Regions from separate parts of the Sus scrofa genome. Here region 2 is linked to region 1. A link is a contact called in public Hi-C data. All regions are on one chromosome and are shown on one strand. The core of a region is the stretch at or near the end of the contact, and the rest is flanking DNA. Distances in the headings are between cores, read along the strand shown. Region 1 has its middle 180 kb from the start of PHACTR1. Region 2 has its middle 100 kb from the start of PHACTR1.

Region 1 (3,198 bases), core at 643-3,142:
TCCTACAACAGAAAGGTCCTAAAATCAAGAACTGTACATGCCTCTGAGATTTTTTTGTAGCAAGGGATAGAAGCCTATCAATCTGGCTTAATAAAAGAACCAAGAAAAAGAATTTCCTAGAAATCTAGATATGCCCAAATCCCAGATTTTAAGGCTGTCCGCAGCAGTGCACATCCCTGGTCTATTCTTAATTCCCAGACTGCTCCCGAGCAGCCCTGGGTCTGCCTAGATTTTGAACTCATGATCTCAGGGAAAAGGATACCATCTCTTCCAATAGCTCTGGCAAGGGTGAAGAGAGAGTTCTGACTAGCTTAGACTGCATCACATGCCCATCCCTAAATCCATCTTTGTGGCCAGCAAGATTGATTGATTCTGCGTGGTCAGAATTGAGTCAAGTGTCCATTCCTAAGGCTGGTGGGTAGCTGGACAAAGAGAGGGACTTGGGAATCACCTGAATCTCTAGGACTGGAGTGTGTTAATACAGATTGAGGGAGAGTTGGTCCCCTCTGACGGTATTAGAGAGAAAAAAAAAAACGTAGGTCCACTGCACATGGGAAGACCTTGATGGGGCTTTCACTGAAGATCATAAGCTTCTCAGTAGAGCATCCTGAATATACTTGAATATACTTCTCATTCAGAGGATCCTGAATGAGGCTGGTGTTAGTCATAATATGAGGGGGACAGTGGGGCTGTGGATTAGATTTTGAGCACACCCAATTTCAAGTGATTTCATTGTACTTTGCTGGTGGTCTATTGCTGGACAAGACTGTGAACGTCAGTAACGTTGCGTTGGGATCTCTCTTTCTTATTTCTATGGTCTCTGTTTTCTTTCCCATCCACTGTCTGCCAAAGCACTTTTGCATCCCAAGCCATCTGGCCCTGATGTCCCCCACGTAAATAGTGACACGAAGATTCTACCCCTCACTTCCCAGATAACCTACCCTATGCTTTAAACTCTAAGGACTTTCTGGGAAATTGATGACTAATGTGAACTCATCTGATAATTATTTGTTACCAGACAAGATACTAATGATGTTTCAAAAAAGGCTATCCCTTAATCTTGTGGTTTTCAGACTTTGAGATTTTTGTAGACTGGTAGTCGAGAGAGACAGTGAGAGAGAGAAGGGTCATGCTTAGGAGAGACGAGAAGAGGAGAAGAGAGAGGAGGGGAGAGGAGGGAAAGAGAAGGGAGAAAAGAAGAAAAGAAAAGAGAAAAAAATAAAGGCTGGTTTAGGGTTTTAAAGCACTGTATTTTGGTAAGTTAAGAACCTTAAAAACAGCCACAACAAAACTCTATTTAATTTAATATCACCAACATTTTATGAAAGAAAGGATATTTTAATACCAAAATCTGGAAAAGCTTTCATTTCACATTCAAAGAAAATTCCTCAAATTTTAAAAATTACAATTTTTGGGAAAACTCACTGAAGTGCCTGAATTAGCTAGAGCTCATTTCATGCTTTATCCCAAGGCAGCTCTTTCTAAATAAACATCCGTGTTTGAGGATCTCAGAGTTATCCACAAAGAGTTGAATGGTGGGAGTTCGGGGCTGTGGCTGATGAGAAGGTGAGTTTTATGGCCACTGCACCTTCATACCATAAACAGAAATGATTCCTAGATCTCTAAAGATCTGGCCTTCACTCACTACCACCTCTGCTTTCATTGAATGAGATACTAAGGCTCAAGAGGTGGAAAAACTTGGCTGAGAGCACAATCCAAGAGAGAATCCCACAGCCAAGGCAGAACCATCACGGATCAGGACTGCGGGCCCCCGGAGAAAAAGCAGAAGAATCAGAACCTGAAGACGGAGTCTGTCCCTGGACGGGCCTAAGTGGAGAGTGGGCAGAGATGGCCATGGGTGGCGGGAAGGAGTGCAGGCCAGCAGGTGGAGCACTTCAGCAAAAGAGACAGCTATCAAGGGATGGATCCCAGCCTGACCATCAGAGGGTTGCGTCTGGGGTGTGTGGCAGTGAAAAGGACCCAGGCTATAGCTTGGACTTGGCTGTTTCCAGGCCCCATGACATCTAAGCAAGACCCTGCTCCCAGAAACACTGGCCTCCCAGGCTGGTTATCAAGATAGGGATTTGAGCTCCTGGAGAAAAAGTCAGGACCTGCATTCCTGGAAACAAGGGGTAGGGGAGCAAGCAAGCAGGATAGATGTGACTGGTTTCAAACCAGTGGGTGGGACTATTTAATTCTGATATGAAGATTGGAATGTGAGCAGCAAACGGAAGGTTTTACATTGTAAATATGTGATTTGGAAGGAAGAAATCATAAAGGATTTTTTTCCCCCAGTAAAATAGCCATCACCTGTATTTTTTCCTGTCACCTGAGCTCCATGGTGGACAAAGAAAAGTGCATGCCAAATATTGTGTGAGAAAAGGTGGGGTCCCATTTGGCTAAGGGGACATTTGTGTAAGGTGGTGAAACTGTACAGAATGTAGAAGGAGAAAGAGGGACATCTGGCGAAGCCCTTGGAGGAAGACGAAGACTGGTTTTTGGAGAATTTAGCTGAGAGCAGAGTGGCAAGGCTTTGACCAAGTGCCCATGCAAATCTCAACATTAGGCACATGCAGAGGGAGGGAGAAATGCAACTGGTGCTGACGAAACCTGTAACCAGGCAGACTAGATCATGAGGGGCTTGCAGCCTTTGCAGCTAGTTAACAGCTCTAAAATGTCATAGAGCCAAGGAACCCCGCCAGGTCCACTTAGAGGCAACAAGGACATTAGGACTAAGGCCAAGAGCTGGCCCATGCCTTCCAGTAAGATTCACATAACTTTGGGGGGGAGTCAAGAGACTAAAGGAGAAAACTCAGACCGTTTATGAGAACATACAATGATGCAGTGGCCATACCCCCCACTAAGAACAAACACTGCAGAAAATACCTAAAATTCCTCAGTGCTGTTAAGAGTGTAGAAAGCTCAGGATAACTTCACATTACTTCACATTGCCATGCACTAGGTAAGTCATGTCTAAGCTCATGAACTTGGTCTTGGAGGGAGTGGGCTCAGAAAGTATATGGCATGGCCCACCTGTGCCTCCAGGAACACGGCAGTGCCCAGGATATGGGAAATCCTTGGTGAGAATATCAGCTGTTGAAACAAATGAAATATCCTTTTGACATTAATAATTAAATGTTCCTATCTTTTACGACAAAAACAATACTCGGAGCACTGGCATTACTGGAAATTCATGAA
Region 2 (3,364 bases), core at 529-3,028, 71 kb after region 1:
CTTTTAAATATACAACAGCATATTCTTAACTATCGTCCCCAGTCTTATTTTAGAAACAATTTAGATACAAAACAATCAAACCTAAGCATCTGTGAACACATAATTGAGAGTCTTACAAGCTCCTCTTTTCTTTTTCTTTCTTTTTCTTTTATTTTTGCTTTTTAGGGCTGCACTCGAGGCATATGGAAGTTCCCAGGCTAGGGGTTGAATTGGAGCCGCAGCTGCCAGCCTCTGCCACAGCCACAGCAACACGGGATCTGAGCCTCATCTGCAACCTACACCACAGCTCAGGGCAACCCGGGATCCTTAATCTATTGAGCGAGGCCAGGGATTGAACCTGCAGCCTTACGGATCCTAGTTAGGATTGTTAACCGCTGAGCCACAAAGGGAACTCCCAGCTCCTCTTTTCGTTATCTGTCTCTAAGGAAGTCTTTTTCAGAAACTTAAGCACTCTTGCCAACACTTGTTCAATATCCATCATGTTTCAGAATCTGCTAAAATTTTTAACCTGTAATGTCAGCTCCACCAACATTTCAGTCCTGTACAAGGCTGAAGAATCAAGATGGAATCAGCAGGTCCAAATTTTACAAATGGAGGCATTTATAGTAAACCTGGAAAATATATCTTTGAATTTTCTGTGTACATTAAAGTGGTCTGTTTTGGCCTTTCTCCCCTTTTATCCCATCTCAATGTGTAAATAGGAACCTGTCAAGCACCAAACACAGTTAAGTAGAATTGCCCAAGAGTGCCATCAAATTTCTGAAGTTTTAAACTAAGTATTTCAAAGGGTAAGTAACATCCCTTTTTTTCTTATTGTTACTGGTTAGAAAAATGAAAGGACCGGACAATTAAGATTCACACACTTGTTCAGTAGAAAAGGAGCCACGCTCATAAGTAAGGAAAGAATCACTTAGAAGCCTGCTCAGTGTCCATCTCTGCTCACCCTGAAAGGATCTGTGTATATTTACACCATAACAAGTGAAAAACAACTCGCCTTACTCTCAGTACTGTGGGGAATCTGTGGTGTTTCCTTCGGGATTTAAAAACGTATCTGGGTCCAAATGTGTGCATTTTTGAAACTGCAGTTTGTCAACTTTGTGTTGACATGTGGCATGTGTAAGGTTTGATTCAGGCTTGTCTTTAAAAAAAAAAGGAAAAAAAAAAAGCCTTCTTAAAACGTTATGCCTTTATCAGAAGTCGCCCCTCAGCTATTTACAAGTGCCATGGTTACAGTCCTGCTAGACTGATGATATTCACATGCAGGAAACAATGCAAGGAAAACAGGATTTGCACGGCTCCGACTGCACTGGCCCAAGAATTCCAGGAAGTGATTGTACTTTATGAAACCGTCTGTGCTCCGCTAGATTGTCTATAGCTTTTAAGGTCAAGTCCTATCACACTGAGTTTGCACTGCCCTTTGTAACAAGGCAGCGTGTTTATGAAGCTGAGTACATGCTGTATTGTTTACCAGGCCCTCCAGTTTAAAGGTGCGATATCCCAGTCAGTTCAGGATGGCACTGGGAATCCATCACCGCCTTTTCTGACACAGGCTTGGGCTGGGTTCAAAGAGTCCCCAACAACAGGGACCACGCGACTGCCCAGCACATGGAGAGAGTCACGGAGCACCCAGGCCCTGACGGCAGAGACGGGGGCGAGTGTGGAAGATAAATGTGGGGAGGGCTCTGAGTTTATGTTTTAAGATTTCTGGGCTTCCTGGTCTAGCCCAGCGGTCTCCTTGGAAGGGGAAAGGTGCTGGCGTACAGTAACTGCTGATTCCGAGAGTGCGGAAAGCCGGGTGAGACAACAATGGAATTTACTTCGTGAGAGAGCTGGGAGGCAGCCAGGCATTCCAGGGCCTCGCTCTTGAATTCTTTGATTTCTCCACAGTGTGCGGCGACCAGAGATTCCTGGTGCCACTGGGCTTAGGGGCTGCTGGAGCCAGACAGTAGGCGTCCAGACGGATCCAGGGAGATCCAGCTCTCACCTGGCAACCTCACCACACCTCCTTGTAGCTGCCCAAGTGGATGTGCCTGGCCAGACCCCTACCTGCTCCCTCGCCACGAGGGATGCTGAAGCCAGGTGGAACCGGCAAGAATCCAGAGCCATTGCTGAAGATGCATGAGGCATCGGAGGTATTAGTCTGGGTCCACGTCTTTCGGCTAGGAGTATCCACAGGTCCCCAGGCTTAATGAGCTTTCTGGAGGTGCTCCCAGGCTGTGCACCAGTGTCACGGCCCCCTAAGGGTACACAGGACAGCACTGATGTTCTTACACACAAGGACTGAATGAACCTCGATGGGCGACTGTTGACGTCAGAGCAATCAACGTGAATTTAATGAAGCCTGTTGGTTTATAGCTTAAGGGCTTGTAGGGGCTGTTTCCTCCAGGGGAGAGAAATAAATGGACAATATGGTGAGACACTTTCCTTCCAGCCGCACATTTCGGATTCCATAGATTTAGATATCCAGTTTCGCAAAGGAGAGTTGTATTTTGTGAATACAGTTTACCTTGTTTTTAAATTTATTGGCATCTTGAGGTTCATCTTTGTATTAATGAGCACACATTGGGCAAAATCTGTCTTTTAAGCCTTGTAGTAAGCCTTAGGTCTTTTAAGTGAGCTCATGGAAGGGCAGATTTTGGTTGTAGCGGTAAGCACAACTGCCCCATAAACGGTTGCTAAAGACTGCTCAGAACACTCCAGACTAAATAAAAATTAAAAGTCCCGCAATGACGGCATTTGGAGCAACATGGATGGACCTAGAAACGATCATGCTAAGTGAAGTCAGCCAGACAATGAGACACCAACATCGAATGCTTTCACTGACACGTGGAATCTGAAAAAAGGACACAATGAACTTCTTTGCAGAACGGATACTGACTCACAGACTTTGAAAAAGTTCTGGTCTCCGAAGGACACAGGTTGGGGGGTGAGGGGGACGCCCTGGGGGTGTTGGATGGAAATGCTGGGATGATCATTGTACAACTAGAAATGTAATAAAGTCATTGAGTAATAAAATAAATAAGTAAATAAATAAATGTATGTTTTTTCAAACATGATCTTTAAGGGTTAGGGAAAATTTTTCCCCAAGTGAATTTTTGATATAATATTTATTTGTGGGTCAGAAACCCCCCCCCAAAATGTATCTTAATCATTTATATCTTAAAAAGGAATAATAAATTTTAACAATATAAAAAAAAAAAAAGTGCCACTCATCAGGCAGGACTCTACTAGGAAACACCAGACCAGATGTCCTGAGATCTTCATTCTGGTTTTGGCTCTGGCGCTAATTACCAGGAAATTTCACCTGCCTGTTTATAGACGGTGACATAGTCACTCCCTGGACCTTTTGGTTTTTCATCAGCAA

Evidence for each region. Hi-C and Micro-C count contacts between places; a contact is called where the count stands out from the background.
Region 2: a contact with region 1 is called in a Hi-C map of retroperitoneal adipose tissue, with 2.3 times the contacts expected there. The contact joins two enhancer-like sites. A contact is called at or near these places in 1 of 5 promoter capture datasets (liver), 16 of 47 Hi-C or Micro-C datasets (alveolar macrophages, embryonic fibroblasts, epiblast stem cells and 10 more) and 1 of 2 datasets of contacts at active chromatin or transcription factors (skeletal muscle).

What each region holds. Positions count from the first base shown.
Region 1 is chr7:8,928,744-8,931,941 of Sscrofa11.1, forward strand. No RefSeq gene overlaps it. Among named protein-coding and RNA genes, the nearest start is that of PHACTR1, 180 kb to the right of the region's middle. Within about 2 kb of position 1,893, at least 5 of the 83 cell types and tissues checked have an H3K27ac peak or open chromatin away from gene starts, as enhancers often do. A contact at or near this core is called in retroperitoneal adipose tissue, where this site is marked.
Region 2 is chr7:8,999,658-9,003,021 of Sscrofa11.1, forward strand. No RefSeq gene overlaps it. Among named protein-coding and RNA genes, the nearest start is that of PHACTR1, 100 kb to the right of the region's middle. Within about 2 kb of position 1,779, at least 10 of the 83 cell types and tissues checked have an H3K27ac peak or open chromatin away from gene starts, as enhancers often do. A contact at or near this core is called in retroperitoneal adipose tissue, where this site is marked.